2 separate regions of the Nomascus leucogenys genome follow, and region 1 is linked to region 2. A link is a contact called in public Hi-C data. All regions are on one chromosome and are shown on one strand. The core of a region is the stretch at or near the end of the contact, and the rest is flanking DNA. Distances in the headings are between cores, read along the strand shown. Region 1 overlaps SCUBE3 (signal peptide, CUB and EGF-like domain-containing protein 3). Region 2 has its middle 9.0 kb from the start of TCP11.

Region 1 (6,573 bases), core at 2,349-4,848, 100 kb after region 2:
TCCCCAGGGCACTACTACAATACCAGCATCCATCGCTGCATTCGCTGTGCCATGGGCTCCTATCAGCCCGATTTCCGTCAGAACTTCTGCACCCGCTGTCCAGGAAACACAAGCACAGACTTTGATGGCTCTACCAGTGTGGCCCAATGCAAGAGTACGTGGCAAGCCAGGCTGTGGAAAAGGGAGGAGAAAGGCCTGGGAGCAGTGGACATCTAAAGGAGGGGTGTGAAACCAACAGGGAACAGGGCTGGGGGGTGGAGGGGCAGGAAAACTCCACCTTCCACCTCTCCCCAACTCACTCAATCTCAAGGTCAGTTGCTCGGCTGGACCCTGTTAACACCCTCTCCCTGAAGACAGGTAATGAGGAAGCAGAGACAGGTGAAGTGAGAAGAGAAGGTACTAAAAGGGCAGGAAGGAAGATGGACTCAGAGCTTGGAAAATACTGATGAACTAGGATGCAGGCTTCCTATAAATGTCTGACCTCTACTTCAGAACTCTTCAATTCCCCCAGCGCACTTCCCCACTGACTTCCCTTCTCTTTCTTGTTTTATCCACTGGGGTTTGGCTGCAGATCGTCAGTGTGGTGGGGAGCTGGGTGAGTTCACTGGCTATATTGAGTCCCCCAACTACCCGGGCAACTACCCAGCCAGTGTGGAGTGCATCTGGAACATCAACCCCCCACCCAAGCGCAAGATCCTTATCGTGGTACCAGAGATCTTCCTGCCATCTGAGGATGAGTGTGGGGACGTCCTCGTCATGAGAAAGAACTGTGGGTGGCTTGCAGAGCTGGGCCAGGGAAGGGCAGTCCAAATCTGGTTAAGGCGGAGAGACAAAGAGAGAGACTGATACAGAAAGAAGTTGGGCAGTGAAGTTAGGGATCTATGAGGGTGAAATAGTAAGAGGCCTTTAGGAAGGCAGAAGCTAACAAAGGAAAACAGCAATAACACGTTTGGTAGAAAACAGAGTTAAGAAAGCTAGCAGTGGGGCCGGGTGCGGTGGCTCACGCTTGTAATCCCAGCACTTTGGGAGGCCGAGGCGGGCGGATCACGAGGTCAGGAGATTGAGACCACGGTGAAACCCCGTCTCTACTAAAAATACAAAAAAAAAATTAGCCGGGCGTGGTGGCGGGCGCCTGTAGTCCCAGCTACTCGGAGAGGCTGAGGCAGGAGAATGGCGTGAACCCGGGAGGCGGAGCTTGCAGTGAGCCGAGATTGTGCCACTGCACTCCAGCCTGGGCGACAGAGCGAGACTCCGTCTCAAAAAAAAAAAGAAAGAAAGCTAGCAGTGGGGCTAGAACTCCAATGGCGTTACATGTATCACTTTCCTATCCCAGCATTTTTGCCATTCCATTCATTTAAATGTCAAATTTATTACACTATGTGAGTGCCAGGTATCAAGGAGGAATTGTGGAATGAGCCCAGTGGGCAGTGGGAGAGGGTGTGGGGTAGGGTGTATGTATGCGAAGCGGGAGCCTTTGTCAGAATGATTCTCTCTCTTGCCCCATACCCCCACCACCAGCTCTACAGCGCACATTCTAGGAGGGCTTAGGTAGCCTGCCCTGCTGCTCTACTGACCTGCTGCTTGCCTTCCCAGCATCCCCATCCTCCATTACCACTTATGAGACCTGCCAGACCTACGAGCGTCCCATTGCCTTCACTGCCCGTTCCAGGAAGCTCTGGATCAACTTCAAGACAAGCGAGGCCAACAGCGCCCGTGGCTTCCAGATCCCCTATGTTACCTATGATGGTAAGCCAAGGAGGTGGGTGAGAAGGGGAGGTATGTAAGTTTTGAGAGGGAACCAGGAGAGCAGGAAGAGCTCCCGCCCCTGAGCCCCTCCCCTTGGTTGACTTTGCAGAGGACTATGAGCAGCTGGTAGAAGACATTGTGCGAGATGGCCGGCTCTATGCCTCTGAAAACCACCAGGAGATTTTAAAGGTGAATAAATATTAACAATAATGATAGCTAACATTTAATGAGCATGTAACAATATGTAGGCAATATGCTAAGTGCTTACATGAATATTCTTATTTGATAGACACGATAGCTCTGTGAGGTAGGTGCTTTCTCCATTGCCTCTTTACAGATGGGAAAACTGGGGCATAGAGAGTTAAAGAACCTGCCCCATGGGAAAGCTGGGATTTGAGCCCAAGCCTATCCGACTGCAGCATCACCCACACTATATTACACCTTGGGGAAAACTTGGAAGAGAAAGGGAAAGTGAGGAGAAGAAATGTCCCTACCTCTTCCAAGAGACATAGGGAAAATGAAGTATAGAAAGATACATTTGCATAAGTCCCTTCCTTCCCCTATTCCCTCCCCAGGCCTCATTAAGCAGCAGCAGATCGGCTGGGCGCGGTGGCTCACGCCTGTCATCCCAGCACTTTGGGAGGCCTAGGCGGGTGGATCACATAAGGACAGGAGTTTGAGACCAGCCTGGCCAACATGGTGAAACCTCGTCTTAATTTTGTAAAAATACAAAATTAGCCAGGTGCGGTGACAGGCGCGTATAATCCCAGCTACTCAGGAGGCTGAGGCAGGAGAATCGCTTGCACCCAGGAGGTGCAGGTTGCAGTGAGCCGAGATGGCGCCATCGCACTCTGGCCTGGGTGACAAAAGTGAGACTCTGTCTCAAAAAAACAAACAAAAAAAGCAGCGGCAGATCTAGCACAGCTTTCTCAGAATCAATTTATGTACGGACTTCTTTTCAAGGAAAATAAATACTTCCAACATTGAAGAATGGACTAGATGCCCTGGGTCGGTGAATCCAAATTTGAGAAAATCTTCCTTAAGAAACTATAGTCTGGCTGGGCATGGTGGATCACGCCTGTAATCCCAGCACTTTGGGGAGCTGAGGCGGGTGGATCGCCTGAGGTCAGGAGTTCCAGACAAGCCTGGCCAACGTAGTGAAACCCCGTCTTTACTAAAAATACAAAAAATTAGCTGGGTGTGGTGGCGGGCGCCTGCAATCCCAGCTACTCAGGACCCTGAGGCAGGAGAATTGCTTGGACCAGGGAGGCAGAGGTTGCAGTGAGCTGATGTCATGCCATTGCACTCCAGCCTGGGCAACAAGAGTGAGACTCAGTCTCAAAAAAAAAAAAAAAAAACAAAAAACTATAGTCATAGTCACAGAATTATCCTTCATAAATTATCACGGCAAAAAAGTTAGTATTAGCAAAATATTTTTATATTATCATCAAAATAAAAGCCTTGACAACAAAAATCACCTAGAACTTGCAGACTTCAAAGAATATACTTTTAACAATACTTTCCAAACATTTTAAAAGCATCTGAACCCTTATTTCAAATCAAATGTACTGTGGAATTCCAACACATAAAGCAGTGCAGCTGTTCTGATTAAAGTGGGGTAAGAGGCTGAAACCCCTACTTCTTATTTGAAAAATCCACTGACGCCATGGAAGGAGCACCAGCCTAGGTGCCAGAAGATCTGAGTTTTAATGCACAGTGCCTGGCACCTAGTAGGCTCTCCACATACCATGCTGCTGTTGCAGACAGGGTGGTCAGGAAAGGCCTCTAAGGAGAAGAGACCCAAATGAGGTAAAAGGGCTCCCCATTAGAAGATGAGGGAGGAGCATTCCAAGCTAAGGAGCATGGGAGCAATTTAGTGTGTTCAGGAACCTCGAGAAGGCCAGTGTGGCTCAGCAGAGGGAGCGAGAGTGGAGGTGGAAAGCAAGACACAGATCACATTCAGCCTATGAGTGATAAAAGAAACCAGAGAAGAGTTTCAAACAGGAAAAAGATGAACTAATTAAAAACACAAAAAGTCACTCTGCCTGCTGTGGGGAGAAGAGTCTATGGAGGGACAAAAGTAGAAGCATGGAGACCAGTTAGGAGGCTACTACAGTACTCCAAGTCAGAGACAATGGTGGCTTGGGAAGATGATGAGAGTGGTCAGACCCAGACATATTTTGAAGGTAGAGTCAATAGGATTTGCTATACTTGTAAGCAAGAAAGAGGATTCAAGGATGGCTCCAAGGATTGGGGCCTAAGCAACAGAAGGATGGAGCTGCCACTGACTCAGTTGTGGAATTCCAGAATAAGGGCAGATGGTAGGAATGGGAATCCAGAGTTGCCCTCTGGATATATTCAGTGTAGGATGCCTAGTAGACATCAAGAAGGGCTGCTGAGTCATGGTGTTTTTCTTCCCACCCCTGACACTGAGGCTGACATTGCTCCCTGCCATCCTTTGCAGGACAAGAAGCTCATCAAGGCCTTCTTTGAGGTGCTAGCCCACCCCCAGAACTACTTCAAGTACACAGAGAAACACAAGGAGATGCTGCCAAAATCCTTCATCAAGCTGCTCCGCTCCAAAGTTTCCAGCTTCCTGAGACCCTACAAATAGTAAACCTAGGCTCAGAGACCCAATTTTTTAAGCCCCCAGACTCCTTAGCCCTCAAAGCCGGCAGCCCCCTACCCTCAGACAAGGAACTCTCTCCTCTCTTTTTGGAGGGAAAAAAAAAATATCACTACACAGACCAGGCACTCTCCCTTTCTGTCTTTCTAGTTTCCTTGTCTCTCTCTGCCTGCCTCTCTACTGTTTCCCCTTTTCTAACATACTCCCTAGAAAAGCCATTCAGTACTGGCTGTAGTCCCCCTGAGATGTAAAGAAACAGTACAGCCCCTTCCACTGCCCATTTTACCAGCTCACATTCCTGACCCCATCTGCTTGGAAGGGTGCTAGAGGCCCATGAAGGAAGTGGGTCTGGTGGGGAACGGGGAGGGGAAAGAAGGGCTTCTGCCATTATAGGGTTGTGCCTTGCTAGTCAGGAGCCAAAATGTCCCCTGGCTCTGCTCCCTAGGGTGATTCTAACAGCCCAGGGTCCTGCCAAAGAAGCCTTTGATTTACAGGCTTAATGCCAGCACCAGTCCTCTGGGGCACATGGTTTGAGCTCTGGACTTCCCACATGGCCAGCTTTCTTGTCTATACAGATCCTCTCTTTCTTTCCCCACGTCTGCCTGGGGTCTACTCCATAAGGGTTTACAAATGGCCCACAACACCGAGTTAGTGGACACCGGCTAAATGAGGAAGAGCAGCAGGCATTGTCATGTTGAATGCCCCGCTGTAGCTCCCTGAGAGAAAAACTGTAGCTCTGCAGGACAGAAACCAGGTTTTAAAGCATTGCCAAAAAAAAACAAAACAGAAAGAAAAAATGTATCATCTAAAGGACTAGACACAGCACAATTGGAAGTCAACTTCAAACACTAATCCCTTTTCTTACTTGTCTTCCCTGGCCCAGCCACCTCCTCAGCCCCATGTGATGCTCCCTGGGGGAGCCCTACTCCCCTTGCTACATGTTGTCCTTAAAGAAACATGGCTATTGACCTAAGCCAGCCTAGGCCTTGCCCTACAGTTGTTTTTCCCTTGTAGCCCCAGCTGGCTTGTGGGCTTCACCAAAGAGGACCCCACTCTGCAGCCAGCCTGGAGCCACCTACCTCTGGCCTGAGGCTGTGGGCAGCAAAAGGAATGTGTGTGCACTTGGCGAGCCTCCTGCCCACCCTGTCCACACCTAATAAGTGCAATCGTTTTGAGTCTTTCTATGTTGTCTAGACAGAGGAGTTTTTGTTTTCTGGGTTTGTTTTTTGTTTTTGTTTCTTTTTCCTCTATTAGCAAAACCCTATTTATAGCTGCCCAAGAGAAAAGAGTGTATGTTTGGAGTGGAAGCAAATCGGTTTTGAATCTCATGAACCTTGAGTGCTGGAGCATCTGATCTGTCTCTATGCCACCACTGGCCACCTAGAGCCCTTGGCTGTGGTAATCCAGGGTAATTGCGCAGAGGCATCTGATGTGTAGGAAAATAATTCTGGGGATTTGATGGAGCAGGAAGGAGAGAGACCTATGTTTGCTAAACCAATCCTGCTATCCCTATGCCTCTCCATGGAGTCAGCGTGGACCTCATGATTGTAGAGGCCAATGGAACTGGTCAGTGATTCTCTTCCCCAAGTAGGGAAAACCTCCATCTTTTCCCTGTCTTCATCCTGTTATCCCCTGGTGTACACATGGAAGAGGACCAGGACATACCACCTGGGGATGGGCTGACTCAGGGTCCCGAGGCCAGAAACAAAGCTGTGGGAGCCAAGAATAAGACAGAAGGCATCAGATATTTGCCTGGCTCTGGTCACTTCCCTTTGAAGTTGACTTCAAGCTTAGCTTCCTCAACTACTGTTTTTCAGAAGGAAGAAAGAATCAAATGGAAGAAGAATCAAGTCCATGCCCAAGCCCAAAGCCTGCACACATTCTGCCCTTAATCCAACTGTTGCCTATAAAATTATTTTCTGTTTTCTCACTCTAGTTCCCCCAAAGCTGTAGTCCCAATCAGTCAAAGGCTACCAACTGACTCCTCAGGTTCATTTCTTTTTTTTTTCTTTTTAACTCTCCTGGTAACTCACAGAACAGCTCAGGTTCATTTCTAGGTGACTGTCCTAGGCTACTGCTCCCCCAGGAGACTCAACACTAAATAAAGGAGTCTGAACCCCTGCCCTCCCATCAGTAGCATTCATCAGCCAAAACGGCCATAGCAGTAGGTAGCCAGTGACACAGCTAGATTCCCTGACAAC
Region 2 (6,634 bases), core at 832-3,331:
TGCCCCAGGACACGGCGCGAGTTACACACTTAAAGCAGTTTCCACAGAACCACATTCAGTTGGTTTTAAACTCTGGGGAAAGCTGGCAGCCTCTTTGTGGGTTTTTTAAAAAACTAGTTAGAGGGACAATTAAACCTTTATGGGCCCCAGAATGTACCTATGCAGACATAAATAAGGATCATTCTTCATCACTGGAGAATCCACTTTCTGGCAACAGATATATTTTTCTGCCATTGCAGGACAGAGTTGAGCTCACGTCTGAGAACCTTTATGATTAAATGGGCAGGTGATGGGGGTTAGCATGAGCAGCGTTAGAACTTTGACCCTAAATTTGGCACAGGCCCTTTCTCAAAATGGATGTGTCACAGGCCTTGGGCTTAGCTGGTCTTAAATAAATCACATAAACTTCCAAAGCCTTTCCAGAAAGCTGCCAGGATTTTAAGCCAAGAAAACTCATCTTGCTCTCTCTTTGTGTTACTTCGGGACAAAATGCTCCATTTGTCAAAGAATCCTGACTCTTTTATTCCCACTCTTACAACACAATACAATGTATTCATATATTTACAGTGCAGTGCCCTTCAATAGTCCAGATGATTTTTTTAATCCAATAATATCATTAAATGCACCGGGGGCTCTCTTCTTAAAGAACTTTTGAGTAAACTCTTTTGTTAAGGGAAGCAATCTTTCATAAGGCAAATCATCAGTCTCCAATTTGTTTTCCAAATCTGAGATTTTCTTAAACCAGGGTCCACTTTAGATGACGGCTTGTGCATTTTCTTTTATTTTTCTGACTTTGTTTAAGACAAGCTTTTCCTGACTAGATATTATTGGGTAGGGATGAAGGAACCTCAAACACTTGAGAAATAAATCAGTTTCAGTCATTTGTGTCATCCGTAATTCTTTAGAACCACCAGCTTAAAGCAAAGTATAATGATCTCCTGACAAAGAACCCAGCCTCACAGATTTGAGGGCCAGCCTATTAGAAGTCCATCTCAAAAGAAATGTGGGGGGAGGGTGTTTAGGACATTATTGTAGTTTTTTTTGTGTGTGGCCAAGTACATGGCATAATATTTATCATGTTAACCATTTGTAAGTGTGTACAATTCAGTGGCATTAAATAAATTCACAATGGTATGTAATCATCACCACTATCTATACCCAAAACATTTTCATTGTCCCCAACAAAAACTCTGTAACCATTAAACAATAATTCCCCGTCCCTTGCTCCCTCCAGACCCTGGTAACCTCTATTTTATTTTCTGTCTCCATAAAGAGAGAACAGTTTTATACTCCAGTTTTTCTCTGGGACTTTTTTTCTTCCCACAACGGTGTGGCGGGGGAACGGGGAAAGTCGTGGCCATCCTTTTTCACCTTGTAAGTCCTTCCCAGTGCCGCCTCTCCACTCCCCTTTCCTTCACCGATAGCGTCTCTAAGATGAAGCTGGAGCTCATTTGAACAGTTTAAACTTGCAGAGGGGCTGCAGTCCCCAACGGGAACAAAAGGAGGTCACTGGGTCTGAGTCTCTGTTACAAGCTCAGGAATGGCAGGAATTTTGTGACTTCAATAGTCTGAGGAAGTGCAACGCGATGAGCTAGATGGCTGTTTTGGTGTCTGAAGCCTATGTGGCCCCCCCGTTTAGCACCAATCAGTTGCAGAGTTACTCACCTGAGATCTGTCAGGGCTAACAGAGATGGGATTGCAGTAAGAGGCATAGAGAGCTGCCTTGGGCACCCTCAAATTCCATGCTGTGGAATTTCTCATTGAAAAACACTGGCTAAGCCACTCACAACCTCTGCAGAACTTACATCTCTTGTACCCATTTGTGGCCAACAGAGGCACACTCAGAATGACTCATATCCTTCAGTTTGGGTTTTACTTTGCTCGTAATGCTTGGAAACTCTCAAAGGAGCTAACCTCCCCCGTCTCCCCCACCCTCACACAACTCAGGATAAACAAGAGATTCAGCTTATGAAAAATCTGATTTTTGGTTGCTTCAAGAACTACTTGGGCACCCCCAGTCGCCCCTCCCCAACTTCCCGGACTGTGAGCCTGCTGAGGGGGCCCTTAGGACAACCATGGCAGGGTGATTCAATGGCTCAGAGAAACTGCAAACCATGGGATGGTGGAAGGATAGTCACCTTGAAGACAGGAGGCATGGATTTCTTCTGCTTCCCACTTGCTAGTGACCCTAGGCAAGTCACGTCACAGCTCTGGCCTCATTTCCCTTATGTTGAGTGGAAGTGCCCTGCAACTCTGAGAATCTGGGGGTGCGGGGGTGGGGGAGCAAGGCTTTCTAATGTCTGGAACTCTTAAAACAGGGAACAAAGCCTTTTGTTTCCCATAGGTGCTGACCTTAATGGAAAGAATGGTTGTAAGGAGGAGGAGGAGATTTGGGGAATGAGGAGAGTGGATGGGTGTTTTTTAGGTGTATTTTAGGATAGATTGAGAATTAAGTTTTGGCTGGATCTTTATGAGGAATTGTTCAGCAGGCATCTGGAAATAAGCACCTGGAGTTAAGAAGAGGGATTGGGACTGACAACAGGAATAGAGACAGGAGTCATGGTTGATAAATGAAATGGTAATAATACAAGAGACATGTATCAAGTGCTTACCATAATGCCAGGATCTTGGGGAGCCCTTCATGTAGACATGTTCCTGCCATACACACAACAACCCTATGACAAATATGTTGTTTTTACACCACTTTACAGATGAGGAGAACTTAAATATCCCCCCAAGGCCATAGAGTGAGTAAGTGGTAAGCCAGGGGCTTGAACCCAGGGAGTCTGACTTCAGAACCCTTAACCTGACTTTTCTATCACCTTCTGAAGCTACAGCGGTGGAGAAGCATGGGAGAAAAGAAATACTAGTGGATAGAATCTTGACAAATACCTGTAATAAAGTACTCCTATACTTGATCAACTGCGACCTAAAATCAGATTCTGAGAAGATGAAGGTGTGGGTCAGAAACAGAGAACTATCCACTTCTATCTAGTGATGTTGGCAATTGGGATGACTCTGCACAAGTTAAATAATAATAACACCCAAAATATATTAAACACTCATTATATGCTAGGCACTGTACTAAAAGGACTTCACGTATAGTATCTCATTTAGTCATCTTACAAATCCTACATAAAAGCTATTATAGTGCCCATTTAACAGGAGAGGAAACTGAAGCTTCCAGAACTTAAGGGACTTAACCAGCGGGAAATCTCAGGGCTGGGAACTCAAAGCCAAGCTGTGTGCTTCCAGAGACAGCTCAAGATTTGCCTCCCGAAAGCAGCGTTTCCTGACCGCCTCTCATAACAGACATGAAGTGAAACCTCTTGACATTCCTGATTTGTTTCGTGTTAAGATACTCCCTGGTTTGCAGTTAACGCCAATATTTGAAGTCAGTACTTCTGGAAGTTGTTAAAGCGTTATCAGCTGTCTTGAACTACTGTTTAAGTTTATTACGTGCACCTTCGAGTTAATTTAAGCCAACTAGAATAAGCAGTAGCTAATTTTTGGTCCCCCGAGGCACGCCCAGCTGATTCCCACCACACCCAGTTCCATGGAGAAGCTTGATTGGTCCACAGGTCCTGTCTCCTTTACAGTGATTGGTTCAAGTAAAAGCACGTGACACAAGTCAGGCCAACGAGGCACAAGGAGAGGTCAGCTATAGCGGCTTCCGGCAAAGTCCCTCCTCTTTGTACTTCATCAGGCGTTTTTTGGAAAGTGAGAATCCTTCCTGCTCCAGACTTTGTCCTGCTGGAGTGGGAGGCCGCCTGACTACCAGCTTCACTAAGCGTGGAGAGGCAGAGAGCCCCTGAAGCCCACCCTCCTGCCCGAGATTCCCCAACATCCAACCAGTACATTCTTGTTGAAGCTGGCTTGTTTTGGGATGCTTGCCGCTCCCCACCCGCGCTGGAATGTGAGCACCATGAGGGTACACACCCTGTCCGTCTCCACTGCTGCACCCCCAGCCCTTATACATAGCTGGGCACGGAGACATACCTTATCATATAGCTGAATGATGAACGAGTGAAGTCATGAATGAACCTAATATAAGCTCCCAGTGGGGCGGGGCGGGGCGGGGCGGGGATGGGGATAGCTGGAAAACACCTTAAAATAATCTAATCCACATCTCTCTTTTCTACTCTATAGTAAGAAAAGAAACATGAGCTGCAGTGTTAGAAAGTAGTTATCCTAACTAGGGCAGACACTCTCTAGTGCCATAATGAGAATCTTTGGTTACTGTAAGTCAAGCATCCCAGAGGGGCTCTGATGCCACGCCCGGTTCAAGTCGGAGAACAGGACACCCAGAAGGATCCAGCTAAATAAAACTTCAGCGTCAGTTGATGATAGAAATGGAGAGTTGGTAAGAAAGACACAAGATTTTGTATTCAGCTTTTTTTTTTTTGAGACGGAGTCTTGCTCTGTCGCCCAGGCTGGAGTGCAGTGGCACAATCTCCGCTCACTGCAAGCTCCGCCTCCCGGGTTCACGCCATTCTCCTGCCTCAGCCTCCCGAGTAGCTGGGACTACAGGCGCCGGCCACCACGCCCGGCTAATTTTGTATTTTTAGTAGAGACGGAGTTTCACCGTGTTAGCCAGAATGGTCTCGATCTCTTGACCTCGTGATCCGCCCGCCTCTGCCTCCCAAAGTGCTGGGATTACAGGCATGAGCCACCGAGCCCAGCTTTTTTTTTTTTTTTAAAGAACATACAATTTTTGTACTAGTTGATTAATGTTTAATGTTGGCTGTTGTGATGAATAAAGTTTAGGAAATACACGGTTATGATTCCAGGGGCCTTTAGCATATAGAGCTCCATCTGCATCCCACTTTGGACTTAGGAGTGAGACTATGCAAAGCCTTGTTTGCTGGGAATGCACCTCTCTAAACATTCAAAATTGCAGAATGAAAGTTATGAAGCACTGGCAGACTTCACAACTCCCTTACATTCCATTCCATAGTTTGTATATGCTTTTTACCAAATATCTTGTTTCTTTTTCTGAATTTCAGACATCCACATTCCAGAGAAATATTTTCTTTTAAAATCAACTTTATTGAGGTATAATTTTCATAAATGTGCCAATTTTAAGTGTACATTTTGATGAGTTTTACAAATACATATATCCATGCAGCCACCACCACAGTCAAACAGAATATTTCCATCATCTCCAAAGGTTTCCTTGTCCCCGTTTGCAGTCAGTATCTGTCTCCTTATCCCAGGGCCCAAGCAACCACTGATCTGCTTTACCTGTTCTAAAACTTCATATAAACAGAATTGTACAATATGTAGTTGTATTTGGCAGGTAGAGCTGCCAAAAAATACCACAGACTGGGTGGCTTAAGCAATGGAAATTTATTTTTTACAGTTTTAAAGACTGGAAGTCCAAGATGAAGATGTCGGCAGGTTTGGTTTCTCCTGAGGCCTCTCTCTTTGGCTTGCAGATGGCTGTCTTCTGGCTGTGTCCTCACATGGCCTTTTCTCAGGATACACACATCCTTGGTGTCTCTTCCTCTTTTTATAAGGACACTAGTCCTATTGGGTTAGAGCCCCAATTCAATAGGTCCCTATTGGATTTGACTTATTGGCCCTTTGACTTCATTTAACTTTAATTACCTCTTTAAAGGCCCCATCTCCAAATACAGTCACATTGTAGGAAAGGATTTCAACTTACGAATTTTGCCAGGGACACAATCAGTTCATAATAGTAGTCTTTTGTGTCTGACTTCTATGACTCAGCATGTCTATGTGATTTATCCATGCCATGGCATCTATCAGTAGTTTGTTCCTTTTAATTGCTGAGTAGAAGTCCATTGTATGAATATATCACAGTTTATTTGTCCTCTTATCTGTTGATGGACTTTGGGCTATTTCTAGTCTTTTACTATTATGAATAAAACTCCTATAAACATCCTAGTATATCTTTTTGTGGACATGTATCTTAGTTTATCTTGGGTAAATATCCAGGAGTAGGATTACTGGATGAAATGGTGTTTAATTTTGTAAGAAACTGTCAAACATTTCTCCAAAGTGGGTGTACAATTTTATATTTCCACCAGCAGTGTATGAAAGTTTCAGTTGTTCCACATCCTTACCAATACTTGGAACCGTCAATTTAAAAAAAAAGTCATTCTAGTAAGTGCGTAATGGTTCCTTGTTGTGGTTTTAACTTGCATTTCCCTGATGACCAATTGTTGAGCATTTCTTCATGTACTTATTTATCATCCAATTGTCTCATTTGGTGGTGTCTGTGCAAGCCTTTTGAGCTTTTTTTTTTTTTTTAAAAAGGACTTTAGGCCAGGTGTGGTGGCTCATGCCTGTAATCCCAGCACTTTGGGAGGCTCAGACAGGAGGATCACTTGAGCCCAGTAGTTTGAGACCAGCCTGGGCAACATTGCAAGACCTCATCTCTATGAAAAAAATATATATTTTTAAATAATTTAAAAGGACTTTATTTTTTAAGAGCAGTTTTAGGTTTACAGCAAAACGGAAAGGAAGATACAAATTTCTCATCTACTCCCTCCCCCAACATGTGTAGACCTCCCCCATTATCAATATCCCCTACGAGTGTGGTGCAGTTGTTGCCATTGATGAACCAACACTGACACATCACAATCACCCAAAGTACATCATTTACATG

The links. Hi-C and Micro-C count contacts between places; a contact is called where the count stands out from the background.
Region 1: a contact with region 2 is called in a Hi-C map of an unstated tissue, with 2.5 times the contacts expected there. The contact joins two enhancer-like sites. A contact is called at or near these places in 2 of 4 Hi-C or Micro-C datasets (a lymphoblastoid cell line and an unstated tissue).

What each region holds. Positions count from the first base shown.
Region 1 is chr22a:56,310,058-56,316,630 of Asia_NLE_v1, forward strand. It overlaps SCUBE3 (signal peptide, CUB and EGF-like domain-containing protein 3), which reads left to right. Exons shown (of 23, transcript XM_030802568.1): 19 at 1-154; 20 at 572-769; 21 at 1,594-1,746; 22 at 1,856-1,935; 23 at 4,211-6,573. The coding sequence ends at 4,360. Among named protein-coding and RNA genes, the nearest start is that of ZNF76, 12 kb to the right of the region's middle. Within about 2 kb of position 3,599, the one cell type or tissue checked has an H3K27ac peak away from gene starts, as active enhancers do. A contact at or near this core is called in a lymphoblastoid cell line, where this site is marked.
Region 2 is chr22a:56,210,585-56,217,218 of Asia_NLE_v1, forward strand. No RefSeq gene overlaps it. Among named protein-coding and RNA genes, the nearest start is that of TCP11, 9.0 kb to the left of the region's middle. Within about 2 kb of position 2,082, the one cell type or tissue checked has an H3K27ac peak away from gene starts, as active enhancers do. A contact at or near this core is called in a lymphoblastoid cell line, where this site is marked.